2 separate regions of the Gossypium arboreum genome follow, and region 2 is linked to region 1. The links are chromatin contacts, called in public Hi-C maps. All regions are on one chromosome and are shown on one strand. The core of a region is the stretch at or near the end of the contact, and the rest is flanking DNA. Distances in the headings are between cores, read along the strand shown. Region 1 holds the start of LOC108465987 (protein IRX15-LIKE). Region 2 holds the start of LOC108473994 (beta-1,4-xylosyltransferase IRX14-like).

Region 1 (3,656 bases), core at 573-3,072:
TATTTATACTTTAATTGTATTATATTATATTTATTACACTTCAAAAAATCATTTTTTAACAGGATATTTTTTAATCATTTTATTTTCTCACATAACTTTTCACAATTTCAAACCATAGTTGTTCATACTAAGTTTTCATCGTACATTATCCATCCTGGTGTTCTTTTTTTCACCTTTTATCATCAGCATACTATACCAATATACAAAGCCTAATTATGAAAGTCTTTTTTTTTCTTTTTCAAGTTCTGGATCTTCTGATTCAATGAGCTTACAATTTTCATTGCCAAAAACAAAATTATTTTTTACACAAACACCATCCCCAACAAAGAAAAGATCCATCTATAAAATGTTTTCAAATGATGATAAATAATCCGTACGTATTCACCTTCCTTTATACCATTTTTGACACCTTGGCTTGGGACTGTATGTATATATGATCATCACATTCATGAACTAAGATGAAGATGAAGCTTTCCTTGATGTATTGATGTTCTTGTTGCGACAGTATTGGTAGCTATTCTCTTCCATTCTTTCCACCACGAAATGTGCTAGCACTTCGTTCAATTCCACCAAGTTTTCCTTGCACAAAAACTCGTCCCCAGACATCTTCTCCACATCTCTATAATAATCATGAACAAATATATGCGTCTTGGGATTGCCCCCTTTCTTGCTTCTTGCAAGCACCCCCGACGTGAAGATCGGTTGCATCCTTCCAGGGCCTTCGTCTCCTTCGCCTCTTGGCCCATCGATCAATATCAAGTCCCAATCCACTTCGTAAACATGGTTCGGTAAATCATTGATTCCCAGCTTACAATCTGAGAACAGCAGGTTTTGGACCGGCCTGCATTCGTTCCGGATCTGTGCTTTAGCAGATGCTATGAGCTCTCTCGTTTCGCTTGCTTTGGTCGTGTATTGGACGTCGTAAGCGTCGATTTCCGGATGCAACTCTTCGAAATAGGCCGCGTAGTACCGGTTTTCGTCGATGAAAACGGTGCGGCCATTGTGGTTCAGTGCTTTCCACAGGAGGGTTTCTTGTGTTAGACCGAAAACGAGGAAGTTGCATGGGGAGGAACATTTACGTAGGACATCAGAGATCGGCTTCAGCTCCGCATATGTCATGTGGAAACTGTCGTTGGATCTCGAAGCATAATGGAGAAGGGTGTTGATGACGGTGGTGGGCAATAGTGAACCACCACCACCACCAAAGGCGGACACAGATGAGCCGGGGCCTCTCACGGTTGTCCTTACGGCTGCTGTAGTTCTACCGGAAACAGACTCTCGGGTGTATATGAGAGTTAAAAGGAAGGCAATAGTGAAAAAGGAAATGAAGGCAAGGAGCCATAATCTGCTAGAGCTGCCTTGTTTTTGGATATAAGGATGGAGGAGGATTAGCTTGGTATTACTGTTACTGTTCTTCATTTCTTTTTTTTTTTTTTTTTGCTTTTGCAATCGTGGAGAAGAATGTTTTGACTGGTGAGAGAATCAGAGAAAAATGGGGTTTGATTTAAAGAAGGTTGAAACAATATAGGATTAGGCAAACATGAAGTGACATTACGTTAAATTACATTAAAGACAACCTAATAATATTCTAGAAAACCAAATTAAACCACATGGAAAACCATTTAAGTATTTCCTTTTTATGCTTTTGGGGTTTTGAAAAGTAGGTTGGCTTTGTTTTCACTGCAAAACTAACATGGAAGTGATGATTATTTGGGGTGAAAGAATGGTGAAAAGGGATTATCCAAAATTAGAAGTGGTATGAAAGAAACAGAGGAGAAGAGGCGTTGTTGAAGACCGGGGGCTGGTGAGGGGCAAAAGGAAAGTAGATGGGGAATATAATATTGTAGTGACCTGATAACTAATTACAAGCCAAATGTCGCTTTTCCTTCATCAATTTTGGGTTTTATTCTCAAGTAACCTTTTTTTTATACATTTATATATACCATTTCTTAAATAATGAGTTTCCATTTGAAGGTGACAATTCACCTGCTCCAAATTTCCCATTTGCAGAAACCTGGATTTGGAATGAACAGAGTCACAGACTAAGTATGCAGGTTCTTTTATGTTCCTTTAAATTAACTGATAGTCTGGTTTATAGTTATATATGAACAAAGTATAACCCAAAAACCGATATTTTTCATAACAAGTTCAGCTGATCTAAGGAATAATGTTCATTAGGAATTTATATTTGCAGGAAAGTTGTGTAAGTCCCTTTTCTTATTGGAGAGGCATGGGATTGTGCAATTATACATGTGAATCAGTGATCTCAGTGGCTTAACAGCTATGAACAGAATAGATTAACAAATGACTTGAACAGCAAGGTAATATAATCAATAGCATTACTTGTTTCAAACAAGGTTATTACAGTACAAGGAAATGGTGACAATCCTTACAGTGGCCCAGAAAAGGTAATGTCAGACCATCTTACTTTATGCTTCCAAACTTGTCGGTTAAAGCTTAGCCCTCTATAAAATTTTATTTTAGTCGCATTGGATTTTGCACATTAGTTTGTTTGTTGTTGATAGAATAATAGTATTAGATTAAATGGTTGTTTAAGTTTTTATTTTTTATTTTTAATTTAATGCTATGTTAATTATCATTCAAAATTAAGGTGTAAGAACTAAAATATTATATTTTCAATAGTAGAGAGGTTAAAATTGCAGTAAACTCATCTTTTATCATTTGGATTGCAAATATAAAATATGAAGCCCTAAAAAAATTAGGTAGGGTATGGGCCAGTTGACTGAACAGTTCTCTCCTGGGTTTCACCACGCTCTTTTCTCATGTGCCACTGGTTAAACTAACATAAGGCTTCACACCATCGTTTTCAAGTGACAAAACTGAACAGATTTCTAAAAAGAAAAAAAACAACAAAGATAATATCCCCTCTCTTGTGCTTTTTTAGCCAAAGGGGCAGCTTTAATACTTTAGTTCTATGGTCCAATTAACACTTACAATTTACATTAAAGAAAACAAAACAACATTGACATGACCTTTGTGGATTGGTAACGTTCTGTTTGGTCAATAAAGCATCCATGTTTTTTGCTCATTGAAATGGAGCACAAAGCATGAAAGATTAAAGGGAAGGGCATTATTAAGGGATAAAAAGGGCACATGTTTAAGTGCATTTGGCTTCAAAGATGGGACATAAAGTTTGGGGCTTTCAACATGGGGAAGATATTCTATGACTGATGAACACTAATGAAGTAATTAAAATAAAAAAAAATTGTCAAATTACCCCATCTTTAATCATAACAAGATGGAGGTTGAAGAAGCATGGATTTTTTAAAGAATCTTTATTAGGTATTTAGTGATGCAAATAAAAGTGATATTTTAAAATATTTAATTAGTAATTATTATTTTTATTATTATAGTATTGAAAAGAAAAAATGATACCATTACTATAAACAAAATTTGATAATAAATTGGGTAACATCGATGCATTAAATAAAAATTAAATGAGTAGTTATTAACATCAACTAGATGGATTATGTTTTAATACAGAAAATGGATATCATTTTATAATAGCAATTTTGTTTCTTCTTATCATTAAATATGATTGAAGACAAATTTTCTTGAGAACATGCAAACTTAGTTCTTCACCTTTTTACTCACTGGGTTGCTATTTACTTTAATGCCATTCGATTAAAGTTTTT
Region 2 (3,656 bases), core at 781-3,280, 290 kb before region 1:
AAAGGGCGTTTAATTTAGCACTTGCCAATGCCATTCTGTATATAAGAAAGGGTGTTTGATTATATTTATCCAACCTTTTCCTGTACAAAATTTTCAAATCATTTGACAAGAACAACACAAATATGGCACGGTTATAGGCTAGCCCTTACTAATATTAAATCATTCTGAATGTATTGTTATCATCATTGACTACCCATTGAAACCATTAGGTAGCAGAACACTAAAATGTAATGAGAGTAGGATACGAGATTTACTTGGGAGGAAATTTGCTATCAGCACGAGCTTCAACTCGAAGCCACCAAAGCAAAACCTGGCGACCGCAGTTTCCAAGTGGCTCCACCACCGAAGGGTCATTAACCAAACCTAGGGGACTCTCAATATCACCATTCAACATATCAATATCCTTAATCCATTTCGGCTTATCACTGCTATCTTTCCAAAGCAACCTAGAATTCAAAACAAACCCTGACCACTCCAACTTCCTGGGCAGCACAGTTGCCCGATCATCGATATAAACAGCACTTTTCCCAGCAAATGGCAATGTATTAAAAGTATGCCATCCTGCCAACATATCGGAGGCGTTACAAGCAGGGCCTTGAACAGGCATTCTAGGATTCTCCTCTTCATCCTTTTTCCGATCCGCCATCTCATCAGTATTAACCGAATGAGTAAGTATTCCAACTGAAACAGCCCCGAACCATTTCACATTTTGGATCTCATCAAAAAGTTCCATACTATGCATATTGCTATCATCGGCAAACATAACAATTCCATCCAATTTCTTCTCTCTAATAATTCTGTCCCAAAGTATCACGAAAACTTAATTAAATCTATAGTTCTAACAACCTAATCCCAAAACGTATGGATTTTAATGATTTTCACAATTGAATAAAATTTAAAATTAAACAAACAAGTACCTTAGAGCACGAAGACGCATCTTGGACTCTAATTTATGTCGTTCTTCCCAGGAATTCGGCATCCGTTGATTGAATCCGACGTGGATAGTTTTCAAACCCGATTTCGCAATAAGCGACGCCGTTTCGTTGCTGACGCCACCAGCTTCCACCACGATCCAAACCAGATCGTAGGGAACCAGCATTAGAGAGTGCATCACACCGGTCAAATGCAGCGCTTGGAAAGTGCGTACATACGTCGGAGTGACCACGATAACCGTCCTGGGATTCTTGATGCCGAATTGTGACCTCTGCTCCTTTTGAACTATTTCTATGATCCGGTGCGCCTTCATGACCTCAACCGGGTCCGGATGCGGCCACGGCCTGATCCGGATCCCGTGGCGCCCCACGACGACCCTCGAATTGGTGACCGTCTTGTTAAGCAAAGGCAAGTCAAGGTTGGCGACGGAGTTGTTGGAGAGAACGGAGTTGACATCGAGGGTTTTGACGAGCTCGGCAGTGGATCGGAACGGCGACGTATAGAAGTTAGTAGAAGAAGTGGAGAACAAAAAGAAGAAGACCAAGCGAGAAAAGCGGTAGCCGAGGAGCAAGCTGATTAAACAACAAAGAGCATGGAAGACAAGCCAGAAAATGGCGGCAGGGGATTTAATGGCACTGTCGGAAGACGAATCCAACGGCCCAGATGATCTGAAGCTGTTGGTTCGACGGTTGATGTAGCTCTGGTGCAACGCAGAAAGCTTCATCCTCTTCGAAATCTGTCCTCTCTGAAGCTCCTGCAACAGAGAGAAGAGGACGAAGAAGAAAACAATGGAAATATAACACGAATTATGATTATGTTTTCAAATATTTGGGTAGGTCGATTGGGTGGGGGAAGGTGGGGTTACGAAATCGATTACTTTGGAATTACGGTTGAATTGATTCAGGGTTACTGTCAGATTGCTGCTCTTGGGTTTGTGGCATGCCCATCTTCCTCTAAATTCTTTTTTGTTTGGGACATAAGCGCGTGGTTTAGGGGAATTTAGACACGCTTATAAAAGAAAATAAACCAAATGGAGGGTTTTAATTTGGGAAGAAATAAATTTCTTTTCCTAAATTTTCTGAATCAATAATTAGTTTAGGAAAATGAATTAATTAATTTTAATTTCAAAAGTATAAATTTTTTAAAAAAAAGGTGTGATTATTTAATTTTAAAGCAGAGAGAATAGGGTTTGATAAAGGGTAGAGTAGGAAGGAGAGAATGGGTTGGGTGGGCGGGTGGGTGGTTAGTTGGTTGTGATGATTAGGACCCCCGTCAACTGCTCGCTTCAAATTTTGAAGTTTTATTACTTTATTTTATAGGAAACATGAAAATAGTATTTTTCTCTTCTCTTATAAATCCAAATTAAGATGATTCCAAATCATTATCCATTCTATTTACTTTCCTCTTACAAACACACACTTCAAATTAACTTTTTTGTTCTGTCTATACACTGAATAAAAGCATTGGAAATGAAACCTTAACAACCACACTCCCAATCTTAATCAAACAAATTCCTTTCTAATATTACATGTAATGCCTGTTTTAAATCATGTTTCTTTTCATTTTGAAGAATATAATAAGTTGGAATTATATAAGAAAATAATTATAATATTAGTTTAAATAAAATTAGATAAAACATCATGCAACAATTATAATAATAGTTCATGATATATATAAAACATACTTACACTTAAATAATAAACACATTCAGTAATATTGATTAAAATGTAATTGTTAAAATTTTACTTCATTTTCAAAATAAACCTACACAAACTAAAGAAATAATGGATGTATAGGAAAAACAATTCTAAGAGTGATCCTTACACAAAACATAAATAACTTCCAAAATTTAAAATTAATATCATAATATTGTATTATCTCATTATCAATCAAAATAATTTTCAATCATCCTGTAGTTCTTTTATTCTTTGAATATGGGATTTTTTTTTACTCAATAATCCAAAAAATTAAATTAATAACTTAAATAGTATGGTCATATCATTATTTACCAAAATGAGGCGTTTTGAACAGTAACTAAGGGTGGTGCTTAACAAGAAGGCGACACCACCCATTTTTTGCCCACCATCATTAGGCTATCATTAAACCATAATAGGGATGAAAAAAAATTAATACTTTATTGTCACACCGCCCTACATGACGGCACCAGTATCACACTTATACCGAGTAAAATACGAGTAACATACGAGTTTTGAAAAAAAATAGTTTTTAATAGTTGGAGGAGAGATGTCAAGAGGCACCATTGGGTTGGAAGAGAGGTGTCAAGCGGCATCGAATGAAGGAAAGCTGGCAGGTGGCACCACTACAGCAGACACAACCAGACAGTCACAGGGTGATTTTTTTTTTTACGGCCTGCACTCTCTTGCACCCTTTTGTTGCTTTCTCCCTTCTCAAGCCAAATTTTCATGCGTTCACGGGTAAATTTATACCCATTTTTTACCCTTTATAAAAATCATGTTGGTCCCCTCAGCCATGGCACTAGTGTTGTGTAAAAGTAAAATGAAAGAGTTTAGGGAGAACAGAAGAGAAGAAGGTTTTATGGTGTTGGAAGGAGAGGAGGCAGCAATATATTAGGGTTTTAAGATACAATTTTTTGTAATTATTATTTTTTTGTTTGTTTTGTAATATTATTATTTGTCCTATTTTGTGGTTTTGAAAGGAGAGGAGGCAGCAGCAGGTTAAGGTTTAAAGGCACATTTTTAATT

The links. A called contact is a pair of places that touch in the nucleus more often than the background predicts.
Region 2: a contact with region 1 is called in a Hi-C map of leaf, with 3 times the contacts expected there. The contact joins the promoter of LOC108473994 here to the promoter of LOC108465987 in region 1. A contact is called at or near these places in 4 of 5 Hi-C or Micro-C datasets (all in leaf).

Annotation. Positions count from the first base shown.
Region 1 is chr11:36,721,984-36,725,639 of ASM2569848v2, reverse strand. It overlaps LOC108465987 (protein IRX15-LIKE), which reads right to left and starts at 1,822. Exons shown (of 1, transcript XM_017766359.2): 1 at 214-1,822. The coding sequence starts at 1,419. The coding sequence ends at 454.
Region 2 is chr11:37,014,217-37,017,872 of ASM2569848v2, reverse strand. It overlaps LOC108473994 (beta-1,4-xylosyltransferase IRX14-like), which reads right to left and starts at 2,030. Exons shown (of 3, transcript XM_017775840.2): 1 at 918-2,030; 2 at 255-797. The coding sequence starts at 1,657.